Linked DNA regions of Mus musculus: all the other regions are linked to region 4. The links are chromatin contacts, called in public HiChIP or PLAC-seq and promoter capture Hi-C maps. All regions are on one chromosome and are shown on one strand. The core of a region is the stretch at or near the end of the contact, and the rest is flanking DNA. Distances in the headings are between cores, read along the strand shown.

What was found. Promoter capture Hi-C pulls out the DNA fragments that hold promoters and counts their contacts. HiChIP or PLAC-seq counts read pairs in DNA pulled down with a chosen protein or histone mark.
Region 1: a contact with region 4 is called in a FOXA1 HiChIP or PLAC-seq map of pancreatic cancer cells. The contact joins the enhancer-like site here to the promoter of Gatad1 in region 4. A contact is called at or near these places in 4 of 39 promoter capture datasets (the HPC-7 cell line, embryonic stem cells, hematopoietic stem and progenitor cells and 1 more) and 2 of 115 datasets of contacts at active chromatin or transcription factors (epiblast stem cells and pancreatic cancer cells).
Region 2: a contact with region 4 is called in a promoter capture Hi-C map of liver, with 2.4 times the contacts expected there. The contact joins the enhancer-like site here to the promoter of Gatad1 in region 4. A contact is called at or near these places in 11 of 39 promoter capture datasets (3T3-L1-derived adipocytes, the C10 cell line, the HPC-7 cell line and 6 more), 1 of 15 datasets of contacts at CTCF or cohesin (pro-B cells), 4 of 115 datasets of contacts at active chromatin or transcription factors (bone marrow-derived macrophages, embryonic stem cells, extraembryonic endoderm stem cells and 1 more) and 1 of 9 other capture datasets (liver).
Region 3: a contact with region 4 is called in a promoter capture Hi-C map of liver, with 2.8 times the contacts expected there. The contact joins the enhancer-like site here to the promoter of Gatad1 in region 4. A contact is called at or near these places in 16 of 39 promoter capture datasets (the 3T3-L1 cell line, 3T3-L1-derived adipocytes, the C10 cell line and 8 more), 2 of 15 datasets of contacts at CTCF or cohesin (the NIH/3T3 cell line and pro-B cells), 7 of 484 Hi-C or Micro-C datasets (the G1E-ER4 cell line, cerebral cortex, cortical neurons and 3 more), 9 of 115 datasets of contacts at active chromatin or transcription factors (the NIH/3T3 cell line, the SCID.adh cell line, astrocytes and 5 more) and 3 of 9 other capture datasets (adipose tissue, liver and pancreatic islet).
Region 5: a contact with region 4 is called in a promoter capture Hi-C map of liver, with 3 times the contacts expected there. The contact joins the enhancer-like site here to the promoter of Gatad1 in region 4. A contact is called at or near these places in 15 of 39 promoter capture datasets (the 3T3-L1 cell line, 3T3-L1-derived adipocytes, the C10 cell line and 9 more), 1 of 15 datasets of contacts at CTCF or cohesin (pro-B cells), 1 of 484 Hi-C or Micro-C datasets (muscle stem cells), 4 of 115 datasets of contacts at active chromatin or transcription factors (astrocytes, bone marrow-derived macrophages, differentiating embryonic stem cells and 1 more) and 2 of 9 other capture datasets (adipose tissue and liver).
Region 6: a contact with region 4 is called in a promoter capture Hi-C map of pre-B cells, with 3 times the contacts expected there. The contact joins the promoter of Cdk6 here to the promoter of Gatad1 in region 4. A contact is called at or near these places in 5 of 39 promoter capture datasets (the C10 cell line, the HPC-7 cell line, liver and 2 more), 16 of 484 Hi-C or Micro-C datasets (the Ba/F3 cell line, CD4 T cells, CD8 T cells and 9 more), 12 of 115 datasets of contacts at active chromatin or transcription factors (the 230-238 cell line, CD4 single positive thymocytes, DN3 thymocytes and 8 more) and 1 of 9 other capture datasets (liver).
Region 7: a contact with region 4 is called in an H3K4me3 HiChIP or PLAC-seq map of the 230-238 cell line, with 3 times the contacts expected there. The contact joins the enhancer-like site here to the promoter of Gatad1 in region 4. A contact is called at or near these places in 6 of 39 promoter capture datasets (the 3T3-L1 cell line, the C10 cell line, the HPC-7 cell line and 2 more), 1 of 484 Hi-C or Micro-C datasets (liver), 3 of 115 datasets of contacts at active chromatin or transcription factors (the 230-238 cell line, neural progenitor cells and pancreatic cancer cells) and 2 of 9 other capture datasets (liver and pancreatic islet).

What each region holds. Positions count from the first base shown.
Region 1 is chr5:3,150,643-3,153,680 of GRCm38.p6, forward strand. No RefSeq gene overlaps it. Among named protein-coding and RNA genes, the nearest start is that of Gm36548, 120 kb to the right of the region's middle. Within about 2 kb of position 1,654, at least 196 of the 459 cell types and tissues checked have an H3K27ac peak or open chromatin away from gene starts, as enhancers often do. A contact at or near this core is called in the HPC-7 cell line and pancreatic cancer cells, where this site is marked.
Region 2 is chr5:4,002,885-4,006,201 of GRCm38.p6, forward strand. It overlaps Akap9 (A kinase (PRKA) anchor protein (yotiao) 9), which reads left to right. Exons shown (of 48, transcript NM_194462.2): 17 at 677-898; 18 at 1,919-2,059; 19 at 2,526-2,629. Among named protein-coding and RNA genes, the nearest start is that of Gm40260, 73 kb to the right of the region's middle. Within about 2 kb of position 2,062, at least 34 of the 459 cell types and tissues checked have an H3K27ac peak or open chromatin away from gene starts, as enhancers often do. A contact at or near this core is called in extraembryonic endoderm stem cells and liver, where this site is marked.
Region 3 is chr5:4,079,433-4,082,838 of GRCm38.p6, forward strand. It overlaps Akap9 (A kinase (PRKA) anchor protein (yotiao) 9), which reads left to right. Exons shown (of 48, transcript NM_194462.2): 48 at 227-772. The coding sequence ends at 264. Cyp51 (cytochrome P450, family 51) reads right to left here. Exons shown (of 10, transcript NM_020010.2): 10 at 1,242-3,406. Among named protein-coding and RNA genes, the nearest start is that of Gm40260, 3.9 kb to the left of the region's middle. Within about 2 kb of position 1,604, at least 13 of the 459 cell types and tissues checked have an H3K27ac peak or open chromatin away from gene starts, as enhancers often do. A contact at or near this core is called in liver, where this site is marked.
Region 4 is chr5:3,646,379-3,649,522 of GRCm38.p6, forward strand. Gatad1 (GATA zinc finger domain containing 1) reads right to left here and starts at 1,558. Exons shown (of 5, transcript NM_026033.2): 1 at 1,002-1,558; 2 at 406-531. The coding sequence starts at 1,241.
Region 5 is chr5:4,023,262-4,026,210 of GRCm38.p6, forward strand. The region is part of intron 21 of Akap9 (A kinase (PRKA) anchor protein (yotiao) 9); the gene reads left to right. Among named protein-coding and RNA genes, the nearest start is that of Gm40260, 52 kb to the right of the region's middle. Within about 2 kb of position 1,265, at least 112 of the 459 cell types and tissues checked have an H3K27ac peak or open chromatin away from gene starts, as enhancers often do. A contact at or near this core is called in adipose tissue, liver and muscle stem cells, where this site is marked.
Region 6 is chr5:3,342,275-3,345,364 of GRCm38.p6, forward strand. Cdk6 (cyclin-dependent kinase 6) reads left to right here and starts at 1,619. Exons shown (of 8, transcript NM_009873.3): 1 at 1,619-1,697; 2 at 1,845-2,325. The coding sequence starts at 2,093. Gm36470 (predicted gene, 36470) reads right to left here and starts at 1,285. Exons shown (of 4, transcript NR_168898.1): 1 at 1,024-1,285.
Region 7 is chr5:3,967,937-3,971,184 of GRCm38.p6, forward strand. Akap9 (A kinase (PRKA) anchor protein (yotiao) 9) reads left to right here. Exons shown (of 48, transcript NM_194462.2): 8 at 644-857; 9 at 2,728-2,801. Among named protein-coding and RNA genes, the nearest start is that of Gm51438, 41 kb to the left of the region's middle. Within about 2 kb of position 1,390, at least 30 of the 459 cell types and tissues checked have an H3K27ac peak or open chromatin away from gene starts, as enhancers often do. A contact at or near this core is called in the 230-238 cell line, where this site is marked.

The DNA.
Region 1 (3,038 bases), core at 404-2,903, 500 kb before region 4:
TGGATGTTAAGTCAGCAGAAGAATAATCATAGGTTGTGTTTTAAGGCCAACAAAAACTTATTTCTAGTATTGATTACTGGAAAGTCATCTTTCCCACTAGGTCCTTCTGAGCAGCATGCACATGCTTCTTAAATCACAAGTATGTTCCCAACGTTGACAGTAGCTTCTGCTTCCGAATGTAGTAGTGATAATTAGGCAATTTCATAACAGCCAAGAACTTTAATCCTCCACAGGATGCCATCCGTGTTCAATTTAATGAGAATGTAATTGACCTTCCCTGCTACAAACTAAGCATCCCCCCTGGGCCGGGCTTGTTCATAGATTAAGATGACAGTGCAGGCCATCATCTGGAACATCAGACAATACTTTCTTGTGAGTCCTTAGGCCTGCATAATTGAAATAACAGCTGTTGGGACTGCATGGGAAGCACTGGGGAACACTGAACATGCTAACATAGTTAGCCTCAAATCAAAGGTCAGGAGATTTTAGTTTGTCACATAAAACAAAACAAAACAAGCAAACAAAAGAAAAAAAACACCATTCATGTAGCCTAGGATATCACATAGTCATGTGTTGAGCCTTCTTGGCACACAGCTAAGCTGTTTAGATATATTTTTAGTTTGTTCTCGGTGTCCCCATTTCTTTTTAAATCACTTTCTTGTGGAGGGGGGGGGGGAAGAGGGAGCCACATTTAAATTTAATGGAGACAGCGTTGGCCAGAACTTTGAGGAACATGAATGCATTCATCCCACCCCCTTCCTTAGAAGCAGCCTCCGGTGTGAGGTGAGATTTGAGTCATATTAATTTGTCCCAAACCACACCAAAATTTAGCTGTTCACATCTGAAACATCCCACGATTTCTGTTGCAAGGAGGAATTTGTTCAGCCATGTTACAGCTTCCTATTTCTCTCCTCTCCCAAGAAAGGCTGGTGTCCTTATCAGGGAGACAGCCTTCATTTCCCACAGTGTGGAGAGCTAAATAAATACTCTCTCACAGTCGATGCAGAGGTAACTTTTTTTTTGATGGATTAAAAAAAAAAGCTGTTCTGAAAGTCCATCACTATTCCAGCATCCCCATTCAGTGAGGGGCTTTTGTCTCTCTCTCAGTGGGAGCTGCCATTTTAATGGGACCTCCAGCGGGGCCTGATTTGATGATGTGAAGTAGGCCTGGAAGAATCTAGGAACTTTTTTTTAAATTTCGATTTTGGTTAATTTAACCATAGTAGCTTTCAAAAGGACTGAAATGTTAAAGTGAATCCACAGAAAATGTCGCTGAGAAGCGGCTACCAGATAATTTCAGGGACTCCTTTCTGAAGCGCTGTCCTGTGAAAACCAATCTCTTGAAGTTCTAATAGGCATTACGAGCTCCCTGCCCCCAACCCGCAATCTATTTTCAAAGAAGAAAACCGGGAGAAGAATTCATTCTCAGAAATATGCATACGTATACACAGACACAAACACCCGCCCTGAAACCAGATGAAACAGAATCGCTCTTAGCTGACTGGTGAGGCCAAGCCTGGATTTGGATGGCTTTGTGGTAATTCTGGGGTTTCCCTTCTCCCTGAGTCATAGTCACCGCGGTATGTGAAATACTCTCCCCACCGCACCACCTCCTCTCCCGAGATCCGGAGTGCCAAAGCTGCACACCACGCACTTGCCCCACAAAAAGATGCCAACCCCCTGGGCACACTTCCCAAACTTTTGAGATAAGACTGATGCTCTGGGCGGGGTGGCAGGGTTGTGGGGAGAGCAGATGGAGCCTGCAGAGCCAAGCCTGCATGCAGCCAGCTCTCCGAGGGCGGTGCTGGTGTGGGCTCTGCCTCCGTAGTCCCCGCGGCCACACGCTGACTGTGCTTGGCAGCTGCTCGCCCAGATGCCAACCGCTGGAATGTGTTTTATGTTCCCGCACCTCTGCTTGGCCTGCCTGGGGACAAACTTGCTGGGCCTCTCAAGTGAGATGGTGGGTGGCAGCAGCTGGGGAACAAAAGGAGGTGCCCTCAACACGTGAGAGTTGGTCACCCTTCTGGGAACTGTCTCATTTCCCGGATGCCCTCTTTGTAAGGCTAACAGACCAAAGTCTCCACCTAGAATGATTGTTTTAGTATGTGGCTGACTGTGTGGACCTCGGAAGCCCGGGAAATTAATTCAGTGTTTCTTGCAAAGAGTCAATCAAGTGCTATCACGTAGAAATGAAAACACACACATGCGCACGCGCGCGCAAGACGAGAATCATTCTGGATGTGTGCAATTTTATTGTATCTATCCTTGTTGTATTCCGATAGTTGGATGTCTACAGAAATTAATTTGAAATTCAACTTTGTTTTTTTCCTATAACCAGGTTGTCTGCAGTAAGACTGGGCGTGGGAAAGATGTAGGCACTTAGACCTACACACAACAACAGATACAGGAAAAGCCTTTAAGGTTTCATGATTTGAGAATCTTTGAGACAGTTTTAAATCATTCAGATGATAAGATATGATATCATGAAGTTGGTAGCTAATCAATTTTATTACTCTGTTTTATTTGGCCAATGTAGATACTCTCCGGGTTTTGTCTTGTTCTTCTCCTTGTTGAAATGGTTGGTCCAAAGGTTTCCCAGCCCATCAGTGCATCTCTCTTGGTTATGAAACTATCTCCTCAAATTAAAACATTACCTCTTACATGGAGGAAGTAAGTGAAATTCATAAAATGCAATAAAAGAAACACACAAGGCCCAGATAATATAAGAAACTTACAAGGCTCAGGAAAGTCATAATTTTTTTTAAAGGCTATGCCCCACCAGTCCCAAAGTTATATAAGCAGTAAAATCTGCTTTGGAGGGGTCAAGGGGAGTTGGACATACACAGATGGACAGTGGGCTGGACGTCAACAAGGGCAGGGAGATGTATCCAGGGATGCATTGAAAAGCAAGCTTGCAGCTGAAAGAGTCAGACTCAGATATTTGACCAAACCATTGGACAGAAGCAGCTGACCCCTGTTGTTGAATTAGGGAAGGCTGAAAGAAGCTGAGGAGAAGGACAACCCTGTAGGAGGACCAG
Region 2 (3,317 bases), core at 812-3,311, 360 kb after region 4:
TAAGATAAAAAAATATACCCTATACTGGGGCATAGAATCTTTGCAAGACCAAGGGCCTCTCCTCCCATAGATGGCCGACTAGGCCATCCTCTGCTACATACGCAGCTAGAGACAAGAGTCCCACCATGTGTTTTCTTTGATTGATGGTTTAGTCCCAGGGAAGCAGGAGTGGGTGGTTTGGGGAGCAGGGGGAGGGATGGGTAGGGGATTTTTGGAGAGGAAACTAGGAAAGGAGATAGCATTTGAAATGTAAATAAAGAAAATATCTTTACAAGTTTGGAATATGTATTTAAAAAAAAGATAAAAAGAAATCTTCATTTTCCCCCACAAAATGTTGAAAACAATAATGGAGTCAGGGCTTCATTAAAAGTAGAGGGATTATTGAATATCTTTATTTTTCTCCTTTAGAATTATAGCTTAGCTAAACTTGCTGGTAGATATTTACCTCCTCAAAAACAACACATTGTGTTAATTAACTTCATATTGTTTTTCAGTTGTGCTTTAAAGAAATACCTGTTTGTTTGTTTTTTTTTTTAATTTAAGCTTTATTTAATAATGAAAAAAGTTCAGGTGTCCTATGGGTGTAATAGAATTGCTTTCATACTCAATGAAAATGTCAATAGTGGCACATTTTCATAGTTCATGTGTGGCTGAACTTTTGGTTTTTCCTGTAAAGATGCATGATGAGGTGTTGGTGTCAAGTATGGATACTTCTAGACAGCTCATCTTAAATGAACAGTTGGAAGATATGCGGCAAGAACTTGTGCGACAATATGAAGAACACCAGCAGGCAACAGAAATGTTGAGGCAGGCCCACATGCAACAGATGGAGAGGCAACGGGAAGACCAGGAGCAGCTCCAAGAGGAAATCAAGAGACTCAACGAGCAGCTAGCCCAGGTTGGCATGGAGGAGCCCTTCTCTCCCCAACTAAAATAACAGGAACTTTGTGTAACTTCGTAACCTTTTTTAAAACTTAAAATTTATTTTGCTGGATCTATAAATGGTTACAGATATTACCATTAGAGACACGCCATCTACAGTGTTAGAACCTGAGGGCATACCGGACCCAGATTCATAGTGCTCATCGTCATGACGTCGTGTATGTAGTTTCCCTTCTGGATTGCAGAGTAAAACGGGAATCATTGCTCTGTCACGTAGTAGCCGAGGATGCACAGCAGAGACCTCCTCAGCGTAGACCGCCCTGTGCTGGTGCCTGCACATGTAGTTCTCTCAGCCCGTAGACGTAGGCAGGTTCACCTCAGTGAGCCACCAACTAAGCTCACAGGTTTACTCCCACTATCTTTAACCACCTCGTAAATCACAGTTGGAAATCTGGGGTGGCACGTTTCTTTTCATTGATTTGAAAATTGCAAATTTATATAACACCTTAATCCTTTCTCAACTAAATTTACATTTTCCTTGGTATTTGGGAACTATATTCTTAACCGGTTGCTATATAAAATATACTCACAAAATCATTGCAGAAAAGCTTATATGAAAACTCGAAATTTAATTTTGAAAACTAAAATAGAGAATTCTTGACTTGGGTTCCTTCAGATTCAAAATAATGGCAAATTTGGGGTTGGAGCATAAAATAGGAGTCACTGGAGCATTCAGTCTTGCTTTTCTTCACTGTATTTTGTGAGTTCAGACTTCTGAATTTTCAATGCAAATTTGACATAAAAATATTAATTCAACTCTACAAATCCCTGAATTTTATACATTTAATTAACTTTTTTAACTTTTCAAATTCTGCATTGAATTTTATATATGCCTTTTAATCCCTTGTAATGGAATCTGAGTCACAGTTTGAAAAGCAGCCCATGGTCTCAAGGGATTAAAAGAAATCTGCCAAATGTTTCTGTTTTCTTCTCCTATCGCCAACAATATTCTCTCATGACCTTTTTTCTTATTTAGAAATCCTCCATAGATACTGAACACGTGGTTTCAGAGAGAGAAAGGGTTCTATTAGAGGAGCTGGAAGCACTAAAGCAGCTGCCCCTAGCTGGAAGAAAGGAGCTGTGTTGTGAGCTGCGCCACAGCAGTACGCAAACACAGGTAGTGTGGACTTTGGCTCACCCAGGCGCAGTGGTGACAATGCAGTAGGATTTGTTTGTCTTTCTCGTCGGTGTGTGATACCGTTTTCATAGGCACTGAGCTTAATGTGTTTGTGATTGCTCCCATGGAAGGTAGGTGGAGCAGAAATGCCGTGCATTCTGCTGGTAACGTGGTTCTGGTGTTGCAGTAACAGCAACTGCTCCACCATGCAGCAGCCTAACAGATTTTACTGTCATAGTATACAGCATGCATTCCTTTGAACCCATCCCATGTGTTTCATCTCTGCATCAGACTGTTTTATCTTTCCTTGATAACACAGAGTTAAACATTATTTCAAGCAGAGTCTACATCATGCTCAGAGGTTTCTGTTTCGTCTCATACCACTATAGAAGTGTGCCTTGCCGATTCTAAGATGACGGGTTTTCTCTTTGTCTTGTCCTCTCTGCCTTTGCACCAACTTACGCAGGATGGACATGACGATCAGGAAGTTGAGGAACAGACGTTAAAAGACAAGACATTGGAGAGAAGCCCTGAAGATGCTCTTCTCGATAGAAACCTGTCCAATGAAAGGTATAAAGTACTTGTTTAGCACAGGGTTGAAATGCTCCCTTCAATTCAGTAAAGGTTGTCAGAGCTTTATCTTCTCTATTGTACTTTGTCTTAAAAGTTGTACTGTGTATGAAATCTGACCATACAGATAATAGTATAAGAAGGAATGACAATTTTTATCGTTAATTAGACTAGTTTTAAAAATCTTCTGCATGCACTTCAGTTTTTGTTAGTGTTGATCTTGACTCTCTTTAGTTATTATTGAATATTGGACTTTCTTAATTAACTTTATTCCTCATAATGCTATTTTATATTCTAAAATCATTTTTATTAGTGAGTTTTATGTCTTTATGTTTTGTTTTTTCAGTAACTTTAAGACATTCATTTAGTATTAGGTATTTTGAGAAAACAATATGATAAATATTTCACCTTTAATTTCTTTTTGTTTTTGCTGTGTAACACATAAGAACCTTTAATACACATTCAAGCTTCATAGAAGAGTAAATGAAACACCCACTGGCAACAGTACGATTCCTTACCTTCCTCTCACCAAGATTAACATGAAAGTGTTCAACACTATGAGAGTAGATAACCTAAGTTAATTTAAAGACTGTTTAGAAAGGCACGAAGTCTTAAACTTGATTTTGTTGAAATGAAAATATTTTCTTTGATTTAAAACTAGAACTAGTATCTTCTAACAGTTTCTGTG
Region 3 (3,406 bases), core at 354-2,853, 430 kb after region 4:
CACAACCATGCTGTAGCAATGAGAAAATTTGCATATTGGTTTTCCTTCCACTATGTGGGTTCCAGGAATCAAACTCAGAGATTGTTGGGCTTGGCAGCACCTTGACCACTGAAAAATGTCACGGGCCCCCAACATTTTGAGATGGTGTTAAACAGATCCATCTGCCCATGTCAGCTGGATGCCATTATATAGGCAAAGTCTAATTGCTTTGTTTTCTATTTTACAGGGTCCACTACTCAATTTCACTTTGGCATGAGGAGATAATCCGTTGAAACATTAATTGAATATTAAATAGATTCCCTTTTGTAAATCAATGGCTCTTTTGTGCTTTTGTATTGTGAATATTCGATGGGACCAATACATGCACAGCTTATGATTGTATACAAATCCTTAGCAGCAGCACATGAAGACAAACTGGAGTTTGTGTATATAAGCAATGTGTGTGTGTTCATGCACAGTAATCATTAAATTACATGTATATTTGTGGAATGCTAATTTAAGTGATTAAATTATAAACTTTGTGTATTTATCAGGTGGGTGAAAAGATTAAACTTTTTCAAATGACAGTGCTGCTGGACGAGTACCTTGCGGTGCCCTGCGCTTTTCTTACAAAGCTACTGAAGTTACATGTTTCTGCTTAATATATTTGCTACTGGTGATGAAGACAACATATCACTTGTAGAGACCTATTTTTGTATAATGGTCAAAGTTTTGAACTTTATGGGTATTTTGTCAAGTACTGAAATAAAAAGACCTCACCATTTTCACCTTACTGTAGTTGAACCTTCTTGATTTTTCACTAAGCCACAACTCGTGGTCCCTATCATCTTGTTACTTGTCTCAGCTCAGGATCCAAAGTGTGGTTTTGCTCTGCCTTCATTAAAGAACATTCTTAATGTGCCTGTTTTCAACACTAAGGTGGCACTGGTGTTTATGATTAGTCCATGTTTTATTACATTTCGTGTTCTTATGTCCAAAGAGACTTACAAATCTAGACGCAGAAATCAGCTCTCAATATTAAATTGTATCCATAAGAGTGTAGCAAAAATCAGGAAGCGTCCTGCTAAGCCAGCCAAATTCTAATTGGAAAAGTCTCAGAGAGAATACTGTTCTCCAGAGGGCTCCCTACTAGCACTGCACTGACTAAAATAGCTGTGGTATTGGTTTACATCTGGAAAAGAGTGTTTCACTATTAATGGTCTCTGCACTACATGAAGACAATCACAAAGCTGTGCATTGCTGGGAATTTCTAATTTTATTTCCCAAATTTCAACTAGGCTTTCTAAAAATATCAAAACTATTCTAAAGCAACTAGTTGAGCAGGAAAGTTGTGCATTAAACTCTTTAAAAAACTAATACAGTTGCCAAGTCAAGACAGTTCAGTCGGGAAAAGGCAGATGGACAGGTGCTTGCCAGCCAATCTACCCTACTGCTAGTCTACCCTACTAACACCCTATGGCCCTCAGCCTCTGCTGTGTTGTTCACAATAACTTAATAGCTCGTCTGTGGTCAGTATCTCAATCTGGAATTCTAGTGCTTGAGCCCTTTTAAATCTCAGCACTGAAAATATGTCAAAGTCTAAAACTAGACAGTAAACAGGACAGCCTTACTCAAGTCACAACTCTGCCAGGAATCTACCAATCTGATCAAAGTCTAGAACCCCTCTAGGAATAATAAAGACAAAACATCTACATTGGCAAAGAAAATCTGTTACTTAGAAACAATCATCAAACTTTAATCAAGGTTTTAACCTAACACGTCTATGACTTAAAAGTCTTAACAACCACACAGTAAAAGGAGGGACTTGATCAAAGTCTAGAACCCCTCTAGGAATAATAAACACAAAACATCTACACTGGCAAAGAAAATCTGTTACTTAGAAACAAACAGTCTTCAAACTTTAATCAAGGTTTTAACCTAACACGTCAAATGTAACATCTATGACCTAAAAGTCTAACAACCACTCAGTAAGAGACAAGCACACTTTTGAGAGGTGAGCAACTTTTGTAACTTGTTATGAAAATACCTGATTTCTCATGGGGCATTGATAACAAGAGTGACTTACCTAAATAACCAAAGATAATACTAAAAGGAACCTATTTCAGGCAAATAGGATGTAAGCTTCCATATGCCCAGATTTCATGAACTGTACTTACTGAAGCACAAGTTCAAATTCATGAATACAAACCAGTAAAACTTTCTCAGAGAATTTTAATGTGGAGCCTTTAACAGCAGAGATTTAGGCCTTCACTGGGAGTCTTCAAAAGCCTCTTAAAACTGTAACGGAGTTTCAGTTCCTCTTGCTACAAGGAAACACCATGACCAAAAAGCAAATCCCGAGGGTGAAGGTGGGTTATTTGGCTTACACTTCCATATCACTGTTTATCATCAAGTGAGGACAGGAACTCAAGCAGGTCAGGAACCTGGAGGCAGGAGCTGATGCAGAGGCCATAAATGAGTGCTGCTTACTGTTTTGCTCCTCATGTCACGGTCAGCCTTTCATAGGATCACTAGCGTAGGGATGGAACCACCACAGTGGGCTGGAGCCTCTCCCATTGATCACTTATTAAGAAAATGCCTTACAGCTGGATCTCATGGAGGCATTTCCTCAACTGAGGCTTCCTTTTCTCTCTGATGACCCTAGCTTGTGTCAAGTGCCTAAGACCAGCCAGTACACATACTTTTAGAGAAAAGAGGTTTTATTTTGGGGAGTGTGTTAGTCTTGCTCCGTAGCCTAGGTTGGCCTCAAATTCTCAATCCTGCCGCAGGTCCTGAATAACAGCATTACAGGTGTGCAGCACCACTCCAGCAACAGAGCTATTCTTACTCCTAACACAGATTAAGGGCATGTCACAGAGTTGGGTCCGTGGTTACAATCTGTTAGGTTGTCTCCTGAGCACAGAATACGGGCAATGATACCATCTCCCATTCCCCAGTCTCAAGGCCAGAACTCACTAATCTCAAAATCAGACACTTTTAAAAGCCTGGTAAATTTAAACTTCCCAACAACAACAAAAAACCTTAAGCCAAATTAAAATAAAAAAGTCTTACAAGGATTTGATTTTGGATTTTTCACAAAACTGTGACCATTTGGGACCAGTAACATACATAAGCACTCTTTAGATTTTATTACTTTTAGGAATTAAGGTTATCAAGGCAAGGTTCAAGATCGCTGCCATCTTCCAGGAGCGGTGCTCCAGTTAACATTTCAAAGGACACACCACACCATCTAAGTAGCGTTTACTTCCACCTCAAGCTTCGCAGTAAACTTAACCTTTATCCTTTCATATCTTTACGCACAGAAGTGGCCCAACTACACGACCCCATTACCTTTGTAGCATTTGACAAGGCTTTGAAACTTCAAACACCAGTTCCAAATCTCCCTGTGGCAATGTGTGGAGTTAAT
Region 4 (3,144 bases), core at 308-2,807:
AGGTTAACACCATCACTGCCCAGCAACAAATTTTTCTTAATTAACTATGTATCAAGAGTCATAACTTCATTAAATTGTCAATGAACAAATTTAACCAATTTATAAAAAAAAAACCATAATTTCTCTTTGCATACAGATACACTGTGCTAAATTATAGAACATTCCTCTAGATTCATATTTTATATCTTTCAGATGAGAAAAATAAAAGCTGAAGAAAAAAAAACTGAGAAACTGCTTTTCTAATGTCAAAAACTGCCAATTTCTTCCAGGAGAGCTGTCTTTTGGGAAACCTTGCCTTCCCTCCAGAATACGGCCTAAGTGCACCTGAGAGGTACACCAGCCGTGGGAAGGCCCACCACACCCACAGTGTCCCATTAGGAAGCACAATGTCCACAACCATCTTACATTTTTTAACTTAAAAATATGTCTTCTCCCTTTTCCTTTCGTGGAAACTTTCTTTTCAGCAGCTGGAGCCGATTTGTATTTGGTATTTCTGAGCCGGGCCGACCTTCTGTGAATTTCTTGCTTACTCTGTTACACAATTTAGAGAAAAGGAAATTAAAACTGCAGAAGAAAAGCCAATACAATAACCTCACAAAGATCAGAGGATAATACACTTTGTTAAAAGAAATTAAAAACAAAAAACTTAAAAGACCGAGGGCTGAGATGTTAAACTCTGTAGGGCCTCCCAAGAGATGGCGCTGCTTTCAAGCGGGAAGAGGACAGAAGTGGGGGGAGGACAAGGCAGGAACTATTTATTATTCGTTTGCTGAACTGATCTATTTTACGCCCCCCCCCAAGTTTCCTGCATATCTCAGAACAGAATTCTAATGCTGACATTTTTAGCGACCTACTAATTTATTAACGTGACAAGGACTTGATGGGCAAGAGGTCCTCGACCTACAAGCAAATGGCCTCGTCCGGCTGCCCCGGTGCGTCCCGCACCGCCCGGTCTACGGCAGGAAGCCCTTCTCCCGAGGAGGGAGAGGCCGAGGGCTCACCTGCTTGCCGCCGCCGCCCCCGTTGCTCTGCGAAGGACCGGCCGAGGTGGTGGCGAAGGTGGTGGTGCCGAAGCCACCGCCGCCGCCGCCACCGCCCCCGGTCCCGCCCGCCACTCCCGCGCCGCCGCCGCCCCGGCCCGTGCAGTGATGGCAGAGGATCTCGCCCTGTGGACTCTTCTTCCACATGGAGGACGACGTAGTCTTGCACATGCTGCAGGTGGGCTTCAGGCCCAGCGGCATGCTGGCCGGCTCGGGCGGCCCCCGCGGGCGCAGCGACACGGGAATGGCGGCCGTCTGCACGGGCCGCCCAGGGGTCGGCCGGCCACCTCGGCGACTGGAAGAGCAAGGTCGGAGGTGCTGGGCCGCCCGCGCCGGGACCCAGCGGCCACCGCTGACCCCTGGAGGCGGGAAGCGGGCTCCCGCAGCCCGGGACCCAGCCCTGGAGCTGGGCCGCCCGCGGGGCACGCAGGCCCGATACTCGGCGCGGCCTCCCGGGAAAGCCAGCTCCGCCCTAGGGGACGCTATCCGGGGCGGCCGCCGCCGCCGCCGGGGTCCCCAGGGCGACCACGACCCTGCCTCCGCCCACCGGGGCTTCCGGCGATGGGCGGAGCTCCCGGGGCGGGGCGGGGCGGGGCCGAGTGAACCAGTGTGCCTGACCTAGGCTTTGGGGCTCCGGAAACCCCGCCTACTGGCCGGAAGTGGCCCTGCCAGACTTACCATTGCCTGTCACTCTTCTGAGTTTACAACTGGCTGGGGGGGGGGGGGGCTGGGGGGGGGGAATGGATGTAAAATTTCCCGTTAAAAGTGAATTTCAAATGACTAGTGAGAGTGGCCCATGTAATAGTAGTTATATGATACTCATACTTATCCTGTGTTTTCATTTGATAAATGTAGCCTTATTGATCAAGACCCTTTTAAAAGTCTTAATTAATTAATTTGACTTTGGAGGCTAGGGAGGTGACCTGATGGTAAAGTTCTTCTGGCACAAGCTTATGGCCTGAGTTTGACCCCCAGTACTCACGTAAAAAGCTAGGTGTGTTAGGGCTGGAAAGACAGCTAAGACTAGATCCAGTATTAGCACCTACACTGTGAAACTTAATTTAACATTCTTGCTTGGCATACTACTTAACATTAGAATAAAGTGCTCTCGAGCCCCCTCCCCCCCAAAAAAAGAATTGAGGGTCTAAGAAATTCATATAATAAGAACATTCAGACAGAAAACAGCAGAAACACCAGTGTGGACTGGATGAGATTAATTTATTAGTCAATGATTTATTTTACCTGGGTCAATGTAACAGTGCTGTGCACTGAATACTGAACGTGAGGGGTTTATGAGTTAGTTGGGTTAGAAATGAGCAATGTGCAGAAGAATTCCTATCAATTATTTCTCATGAGTTATACTATAATTAAAACGTTACAGTTTTGTATTACACAGTTGGGTTCAGAGCTGGGATATTTGTATCTTATATGGCTTCACATCACTTATTTGCATAAAGAACAAGCAATACATTATACCTTCCTAACGTTTAAAATAAAGTATATTAGCATAAAGGCTCCCAAAGAAGATTCCTGGAGACTGCATTGAACACTGCTTTAACTAGGGGTGATTGCTGGAAGAATTTATCGTTTTCTGTGAACTTTGGTTCGAGGAACTGGACACATTTCAACCTGGATTTAAATCACTGCAAAACTAGTAGTTCTCTGGGAGGACCATTAGCAAAGCAGATACAATACACTTTCACCTGGAAAGGAGATGTGTATTATTTGAGAGAATTAAGCCTGAACATTGGCTATGTTCGTTGAAGTCTAAAGCTCCCAGGGAAACTAGCCCAAGGAATGAAGGAATTCCTAAGTACTGGTTACAGGTAAATAAATATTTCTTTAATTGAACAACTGTATGCTCAGTGGAGTTTTATCTATATGTGGCATGTGTATACATGATCATATGTGCCTGTATATGTGTCTAAGGACACATGCGCGTGTGTGTGCAGATAAGCACATGTGTGGAGGCTAGAGGTTGGACATTAGGGGTCTCCCTCAATCACTTTCTACCTTTTTTTTTTTTAAACAGTTTTTTTCCTGAACTTGCAGCTTACCAATTAACCTAGACTGGTTTAACCAGCAAGCCCCAGAAACCCCCCGT
Region 5 (2,949 bases), core at 15-2,514, 380 kb after region 4:
GTGTGGGCGTGCTCGCTGACTACCTGTCTCTCGGCTCACCTATAGGCAGTGACATTTGTCTCAGCCTCTGCTCTGGCCTGTTCCTCAGGGACACTGCTGAGACCTTTGGCTCAGCATGGACGGTGTTTGAAGAGCTCAGTTCAGAGGCGCTTTGGCTTTCGAATAGAGAGGCTTAAAGAGCAAGGGAAAGTCCTTCAGCCGAGTTTCTCAAGAGTGCCGCCATGGAGATTTACAAGCTGACCGTGCCGGCCAGCAGCCTCGGAGGAGGAGATTCTTTATTACCTCAGATGCATTGGATACTGAGAGCAGGTCTACTGCTCGACTAGTTAGATCTTTATAATCTTGTCCTTTCATTTGACAAGGATTTAATTATTCTAATTGGGACTATTTTTGTTTGTTGCATTTATTTATTTATTTATTTGTTGCTTTTGTATTTTTTGATTAATGTCCTTTTTTGAAATTTGAGGTTTTGTTTTTTTTTTAAGCTGAACTTTTGTATCTTTTGTTGTTCAGTTTATATGAATTTATTTTATTTGTGAGTATTAAAAAGAAAACTTTGTGCCAGTATGGGATCTCTTAATAAATCAACAAGGACTCTGTGATGTAGTTAGTAGTAGATTGGATGGAGCAGACGGAGAACCTTGGCAGCTTTATCTAGAATGGATTCTTACAGGACCTACTTGGCCACTGGCCAGCTCAGTGGCTCTTGGTTGGAAGACCAGGAGGAAGACGTCTATGAAGTTGAATCTCGAGTGCCTCTGCCATATCCTTATCCTCTGTGTGAACATTTGGATGACAGTAACTCAGTAATTATCAACACTTCTGTTTTTCATTTTACTCACAGAAGAAACGGACATATAGTAAAGCTTATTTCTAAAATTTCACTGCCTACCCCTCCTTATTCAGTAAGTATTCAGCAGCCATTGAGAACTGTAGTGAACTGTAATGAGACGGGAATGTCGTTGTCCGTATGGAGGTGACTGGAGCCGGCCCTCGAGCTGATGCTGGCGGAGCGCTCCCACTCGTACACCAGGGCTGGGTGGAGGGGCTGAATTTCTCCTAAAACTCCAGCTTAGCTGCCTTTGACATCAGACAGTGGTGTGAGCGCAATACTCCATTTCTCCAGCACCAGTCAAACTATTTAAAAAGATCCTTCGTGTCTGTGAGATCCTGTATCCCTGTGTAATACTGATCCAAAATAAAAAGTGGAGTGACTGTGTTTGAGAGAGTAGCTGTTGTGTGTTTAGAACTGCCTTGTGAACTGGGAAGCCAGTTAGAACATGTTTGTAATCTGATGCCCTGTTGGCTCGAGCTCTAGACCAGGGGAAGGGAGCCTGTATTCTGAAAAAAATGTTTTTCCAACCGTGGGGACTTACTTTCTCTTTTAATGAGCCTAGTAATTTTATAGAGAAATAACCTTTCAGCCTTTAAGGTGAAATGTATTTTGTAAACACTGCTAAGGTTAAATGTTCAGCATAAAATGCCTGCATGTTTGATATTCCCGGTTCAAGGGAACTTTAAATGAGTTGTGAAATTCTCTGATGTTAGGATTATCATCATTGTTTCTATGACTTGAATAACTTCAACTATAAATCCTAGCTAATGTTTAACATGGCAGATGACGTTCAGAATAGTTTTGCTGCCTCACCAACAGTGTTTGAAGTGATAGACTCGTTGCTGATGCTTTACCCCTCTTCCGTGCTGTTGGCTGAGGAGCAAAAGCTCTTCATTTGATTTGTTTATATAGTGTATGCTGTTGCACATAGAAGGGACCAGTCATGCCCTGAGTGGCTGGGAGAAATTTAAGTATTAATTATTTAAGCAAGCTTAGGTTAAAGAGGATTTTCTATCCCTGTGAAATTTGGATCCCACTGTGCTATCATGTCTAATTTATTTGGTAGTTTTATTGTTTGATTGGTTCAACTTTTTTGTTTTGTTTTGTTTTTTTGCTGTTGTGTTTTTATTGTAAATCTTTAAATGCACTGGCTGACTAGCTAGCTTACATCTTATGAAATGAGAGATAAAAGCAAAGGTTTGGCAATTTTATTATTTTGTTTTAAATCCTTTGTTGAGTTTCTGTAATAAATTTGAAGTATGGAAAGAAATACAGCTATTTTGTTATGGCCCTAAATTAAGTTCCCATTTTTAGTAGGTAACAATTAGATGATTTAATGGAGAGATTTGCATGTGCATATGCAGAAGTGATCAATACTTTCAGAAATAGGGGTTGCGACTAAATTCAAAAAGGTTCTTGTATATAAATGGGTTCACACTTTATGGTCTTGTTTCTTTATCATCTAAGTAAATGTATATTTTACGTTTAAAAAGAATAAGTCCTGTTCCCAATAACAAGTAAAAGTGTTTAGATAAAGCTTTATTTTTTGTGGTGATATAGCTTCCATTTCATATGAATTCTCATTGAAATAATATTTTAAGTGGTATTTTAAATATCGTATAAATTAAGAATAATTGGATGTGTATATTTTGGACATTTATTTAGAGCAGCGGTTCTTAGCCTGTGGGTTGTGCCCCCTTTGGGGGTCAAACTGTCCTGTCACAGGGGTCTCCTAAGACCATCACAGAACACAGATATTTATATTGTGGTTCATAACAGTGGATTGCAGTTACGAAATAGTAACAAAAGTAATGTTATGGTTGGAGTCACTGCCACATGAGGAGATGTACTAAAGGGTCACAGCGTAGGAGCGTTGAGAGCCACTGATTTAGAGTGACTGTAAGCTCTAGTGACAATACAATCTGCATTGTACAGTAAATACTACTCATGTGAAGCACAAAAGTAACATTATGTTTTCATTATTATATCAATATATGAATTATTTATTTTTAATTTTTTATTAGATACTTTTTTTATTTACATTTCAAATATTATTCCCTTTCCTAGTTTCCCCCCCAGAAATCCCCTATCCCCTCCCGCTCCTACTGCTCCCC
Region 6 (3,090 bases), core at 369-2,868, 300 kb before region 4:
ACACGCGCGGGTCGGGGTCCCGCGGGCGGCCTCCCCTTACTGCGCTGGTGGCGACCCTTGCGGCGTTTGGCAAGGCTTCGGGAGAGGCTCATGAAGGATTTCATTGAGTGCTAAGACAGAGATCAGAGACAGAAAGCAGAAGGAGGCGGCTGCAGCCTTTGTAGTCGCGGAGGAATGCGGAAATGTTGAAGCGCTATGTCAAACTTTTTTGAAATGGGGTCAAGTCACATTCAGCCAGCGTGGGAAAGCAACAACAACTACGAAAAAGTGGAGGAGGGGAGGGGGCTAGGCACCGCCGCTCCGGTCCGGGGGGTGTAGGCCCGCGGGGGTGGGACGGCTGCCCCCTCCTGGAGCCTAGGCTGGACACCGGCAGAGGGGGAGGGCGGGCGCCAAGGCCGTTGCTCCCGCTACCTGTGTGGCCCTCGACCTGGCTCGGACCCCCGGGTGAGGGCTGGAGGGTCCTTTCCGCAGCTTTTTAGGAAAGCTCTCAAAGGAACGGGGAGTGGCCCTGCCTTGGCCGGGCGGTGCTATGCTGGCATCCAGTGGGGGTCGCTCCATGTGTTCTTTAATACCAGGCAGAAGAGCGTGGTGGTGGGGGGGATGGGTACGGGGCAGGTAAACGCATGCAGACCGTTCCGGACACGCGGCTGTGGTGGAACAAGGTCCAGCCCAGACTAAGGCCGCTGTGGGACGGGAAGGCTCACTCGGTCATCCCTAAACAACAGAACGGGGAGGGGGCGCCCGACCGCGCGCGTGGGACCTAGCCTCTGGCCTTTGGAGAACAGAGCGACTGTCTCAGCTACCGACATTCAGCCGCCCAGGATACCGGGCGGGGATTCGGAAGTCTCGACACAAGGGCAGCCCCTTCTCACACCGGGGAGACCTACGTTTACTGCCCCCTACCCCCACCGTCGTAAGGGCGGTTGCTTTTGCACGGCTTGAAAACTTAAGGACCAGTCCCGATTAGCTAGCAAAGTCCCGAAGTTACTTTTTCAGGACAGGACGAGTGAAAGTGTGACGTACCTTCCTTTCCCACATCCTTCGGATCTTTGTGTTTGTGTATGTGTGAGGTGGGGAGCACGACACTACTCCCCTTCCAGGACCCCTCGCTCTCCCACCTCTAGTAGCCCCAGCCCTCCCCTACCAGATGGTCTGTCCTCGCTGAGTTTCCACCAGGGAGGTCCTCCGAATCGGAGGCAGAATTTCGTCTCCCACTAAGCTTGCCATACCCCAAAGACCATTTGTGAGAGCGAGTCCCTTTCAAATGTCTCCCTGTAGAAAAACTGAAAGTAGAAAAGAAAGGAAGCAATTTCCGAGCAGATGTCTGACCACCCCTACTCGCATACTCGCAGCATCGGGTTACAGGGTTCTAGGAGCCCCAACCCCGTTCTGCGGCCCCACGTGGGTGAACCCCCGGTGCTTTTACGCCAGCTTCCGAACTCCCCCAGGTCGCCCCATACCCTGCACGACCAGGCCCCTGGAGTCAGGGAGGGCAGCGGAGAACAATAATATAGGTATAAATATTGAGCCGTGACATTGACGCGCCCGGCGCCTCCCCTCCCCCGCGCTCCGGGCACACTCTGGGCTGCTCGGCACGCCCCCTCTCGTCCCGCTGCGTCCCGCGCTGCGCTCATCCCCGAGGGGCCCCAGCAACCTCTCCTTCGTGAAGACTGCACGAGCCCTGCTGTGGAAGAAAAGTAACTTGGTTTTTCTCCGAGAAACCCGGCCCGATTAGGCAACCAGTGCGAGTAGAGGGAGGAGGAGAGGAGCTGGTGGAACCCTGTGGAAGTCTCCCGGGCAGTCTGATCACACTTTCTCCTTGTCCTCCGGTCTCCTCCTCCTAGGTGCAGAGATTGTGGGCAGACTATGTAATCGCTGCGGAGGGGGAAGAGGAGGGATCGGCGCTCTCCTGCGGCGGCGGCGCGGCGACTCGGCTAGGCGGAGTTTCGCAGCGGCTGCGCCCGGCTTGCACCCGCGGGCGAGAAGGTCGGTCCGTCTAGCCCGGCGGCCGCGAGTCCGACTCCCCGAGGCGTGTAAGGCAGCGAGTGAGCACCCCGGTTCCACTGTGCCGCACCCGCAGCCTGAAGCCAGCATGGAGAAGGACAGCCTGAGTCGCGCCGATCAGCAGTATGAGTGCGTGGCGGAGATCGGCGAAGGCGCCTATGGGAAGGTGTTCAAGGCCCGCGACCTGAAGAACGGCGGCCGCTTCGTGGCTCTGAAGCGCGTGCGAGTGCAGACCAGTGAGGAGGGCATGCCGCTCTCCACCATCCGCGAGGTGGCGGTGCTGAGGCACCTGGAGACCTTCGAGCACCCCAACGTGGTCAGGTGAGCCGGGAGCCCTGGCTATGGGGTCCGGGAAGGTGCTGGGCAAGGGGCGGCTGGTGGCCCAACTAAAGTTAAGAGTTGAGTTTCCCCAGATAAAACCGGTGACTCTGTTAGACAGGGCAGAAAAAGAGACCTGCGGTGGCTTCCGGGCAGCCAAGCTATTCTGAAGAGCTTTCGCTCTGCGTGCCCCAAGGGTTCCGGGGGGGCGTTGGGTGTCTTTTAGGGACAAAACCAGACAATCCCTCCAGCCCTTACTTAACTTTCCCCGTCGGTGGGGGGATTTTTGAGAGACAGAGTGAGATAGTTATCCAGCTTGCAGATAATTAGAAGGAAACTTTAAGGGTGGAGCATAATGTAAATAAAGTTTAAGAAATGTGTAAGAATGTGTTTGCCAATCAAACCCACAGTGGTGACTTTTTTTTTATAGTTGTAGAATGGTTTCTGATGGTCTTAGAAGTTCAGAAGTTTAGACTCTGACACCTAGTGTTAAACATTGTTTGAAAAATGTCTTTCAAGGCTGGGTACTGGGAACACTGAACCAGGAAGATCCAGAGTTCAAGACCCTCCTGAGCTACAAAAGACCCTGTCTGAGAAAAGAAAGGGAGGGAGAGTGGGTGGTAGGGTGGAGGGCGATTGCTTCTCAAAGGGTTTTCTGATTGTATCATTTAGTATCTGTGGACTGGTATGATCTGACTTAGAATGCCTCTCTCATTGGTTAGATGTGAGTCTGTGCTTTAGATTTTAAAGCCTCTGTTTTCCCTGGAA
Region 7 (3,248 bases), core at 140-2,639, 320 kb after region 4:
AAATTAACCTGTCACATATGTGGATTAATTTCAGAAGCATTTTTTGATGTTTTGATATTTGATACTAAAATGCAAAGAAATTTGCAAAATAAATGCCTCTGTGTCAATACACAGAAATATACAATATAATGTAATGTTTACATGTTCACTGGGAAATGATAGTAAACACCTTCCAGATTTTTGGTAACAGTTCCTAGTGGGCAAGGAATAATTAAACATTATGAATTAAATCTTGTCTCTAATGTTTTCTTTCTAAATCTAAGGAGCTGTAGATGGAATAGGAGAAAAAAAAATGACAGCATTGAGAATTATTAATTTGAGTTTTGAGGGCATTGGTGTTTATTCAGATTATTTTTATTTTGTAGCATGTAAAATATTAGTTAAAAGATTAAATTTTTGCTAGTTATACCAACTATCCCAACTTACAATTACACTGAGTTAGTAAATGAAAACATGACAAGGCCTTTCTTGAGAAAGACATGTAGGTCGGGCATCTGGATGAAGACTATAAAGCAGGCCAGTTCCTTCCTATGACTTTTAAAACTATGACATGTCTTCTCCTTTGAAGTCCAGTCCATGGAAAGAAGCAGAAGCTAAGCTGTTACTTTCATTTTCCCTCACGTTTGTACCTCTTCCCTTTAAGGATGATCTAAGGCTGCAGATGGAGGCCCAGCGCATATGCCTTTTTGTGGTTTACTCAACTCATGCGGATCAGGTTCGTGCACACATGGAAAAGGAGAGGGAGGAAGCTCTTTGCAGCCTTAAAGATGAGCTCATTTCCGCTCAACAGAAAAAGATCGACGAACTTCATAAAATGCACCAGTGCCAGCTCCAGAATTTTAAAATACAGGAGACAGGTAACCCATCGGCTTCTGACTAATTTCTATGAAACAAATAAGCACCCTTAAAGGCACCTTTTTGTAGTTCTGTCCCTGTAGTTCTGGCATGGGCTGAGGAGGCTTTGCGTCTGTTGCCCGGGTTTGTTAATTCATGTCATTGAGGTGCCAGGATAGCCAAACCCCTTCCTGCCTCATTTTCTCACGGAAGTATAATCCATTCAGAAAGCTTTTGGAAAATGAACTGAGAACTTCTGCACCGTGCTGAACCGTGCACTGAAGCACCAGTAGAGAGACATTGCCTGTCTGTCTGGGGCAGATGTACACCATTGGCTCTACTGTTACTTGAAGTATTCCAGACTAACGAATAATCCAGCTGATCCAGGGTGAATACTGAGAGTGGAAGGAAGAGGAGAGGAGAAGAAGTTCTGTGAAGATGGAGCAGGATCAGTTGGGTTGGGCACTGAGGGATGTTTCTGAAGTGTTAAGCATAGACCTGAAAGAGACCCACTTTGGAGAAGTGAAAGTTCAAGTTGTATAGAAAGTAGTGGGGCATGAGCTGAAGATTGTGGCGCGTGCCTGGTTAGAAGCTTCATAAATCTCAACGGAGTACACTCATGCTTCCTGCTCTGGGAAGACAGAGCTACTCGATCTACTGCAGGGTTTGTAAGGAGAGCAAGCAACAGTGACACTCTTATTTAAGAGGACACTAGTGCGCTTAGTTGAGAAAAGTGAAATAATAATGGGCAGAGCAGCTAAGCAATCTTAGCTATAACCAATAAATGTCTGGAAACACAGTGACAGTGAAGCTCAACAGTTAGAGCTAAATGCTATCACGGGGCAATTTATAGCAGCAGGTGGTAGAAGTTGAGAATAATCTTGAAGTTTCTGCCTATGTAGTTTCAGTCACAAAGAGGAGCAGACCATAGACAAATAATATAGTCAGTTTAGGACATTCTGAGTTAAGTGTATGTGTTAACTTGTAAAAGAAATAGTCACTAGTCAGCTGAAGGGAGTAGTCTAAAACCCAGGAGAGACTTTTAGGCTAAAAATACGATCTACATGGAGCTGAAAGACCAGAGTCTCTAAGGCCAGAAGTAGAGTGAGACACCCTGGAGATGGAGCAGAAAACCTTGGTGGCGCGGTGGGAAGGACATTGAAGAGACCACAGAGGAAGGCAGAACCTGTTATGGGGCAGCTGTTGTTGAGGAAACCCAGTGTTTCCTAAATGTCCAGTGGAATTGCTCTGTTGAACAAAGTTAAGATTTCAAGAGTCACTTAAAGAAGGAGAGTTTTTCATTTACAGAGTTCTTTGCTTTTTTTTTCTAAATTCATTAAGATTTTGCATGCATTGCTTGTATTGATACCTCTTCTGATAGCCTGTCTAGTGTTTTCTATTGACAGTCGATTGTTCTATTACTAGGTGACAAGACAGTCTAGTGAGTAGTGATCAATGTCTCTGAGAAGAGAAGAGAACAGAAAGTATATATCTAATAAATAACTAATGGATTTAATGTTGCAATACTAGGACTGAAATCCAGGGCTAGCACATACTAATCAAAGTGTCCTATCTCTGAACTCTGACTCTGCAAAATTGGAACCACTGGCTTGTGAGAGTTTTGAGGTTTGCAAAGGTGTATTTAATGGATAAGTAAGTATATAGGTTCTTGGGTTAGAATGTAGAATCCTGAATGTATAAACCCTTCTATAGAGTCGAAATAGCAAATCTTAGAAATCTATCTGAGACAGCTGCATTGCAAAATGAAAAACACATTTGGAAGAAATTGAAATATGTGATATTCTAGGGAAGCTCCGGTGAAGGCATTAGAATGTGACAGTGTTACTTACATATATGCAGCAAATGGCTCACGTGTGGTGTGTTTCCTGCTAGGTGATGAGCCTTTACAGGTGCTCATTGAACGACTTCAACAGGCAGTGTCTGAGAAATGCTTTCACATTTCAAAGGTAAGATGTTCCTTTAAAAGTGGTTTTAGTTGGGAGGTACCAAAATCCATATTGCTACTGATTTAATGAACAGAACCATCCACTCACGTTTGCCCAAATCTCTTGCGTCCAGAACTGTACTTACAAAGTATTCCTGAGTTCTAAGCTTAAAATGAGCATTTGCCTTTTTTGTGATAGTCAGATTGGAACAATAGGAAATTAGAGATAAGGGTGTGACTCTGATCCATTGCTTGTCTGTTATATTTGAGGTCTTGGATTCAGTCTCTGGCACCACAGAAAAAGAACAAAGAAGTTGAGATAAGTTGTATCTCGAATAGTGCACACTGTATAGTCACTGTTCGTGTCAGAGAGGTACTGTTTAACCTTCCAGGAAAACAGTTTGTTCATTAAGGTCACTAATGTGGTAAAAGTTTACCTTGTGGCTGTGCTGAAATCTCAGTGTGCCCA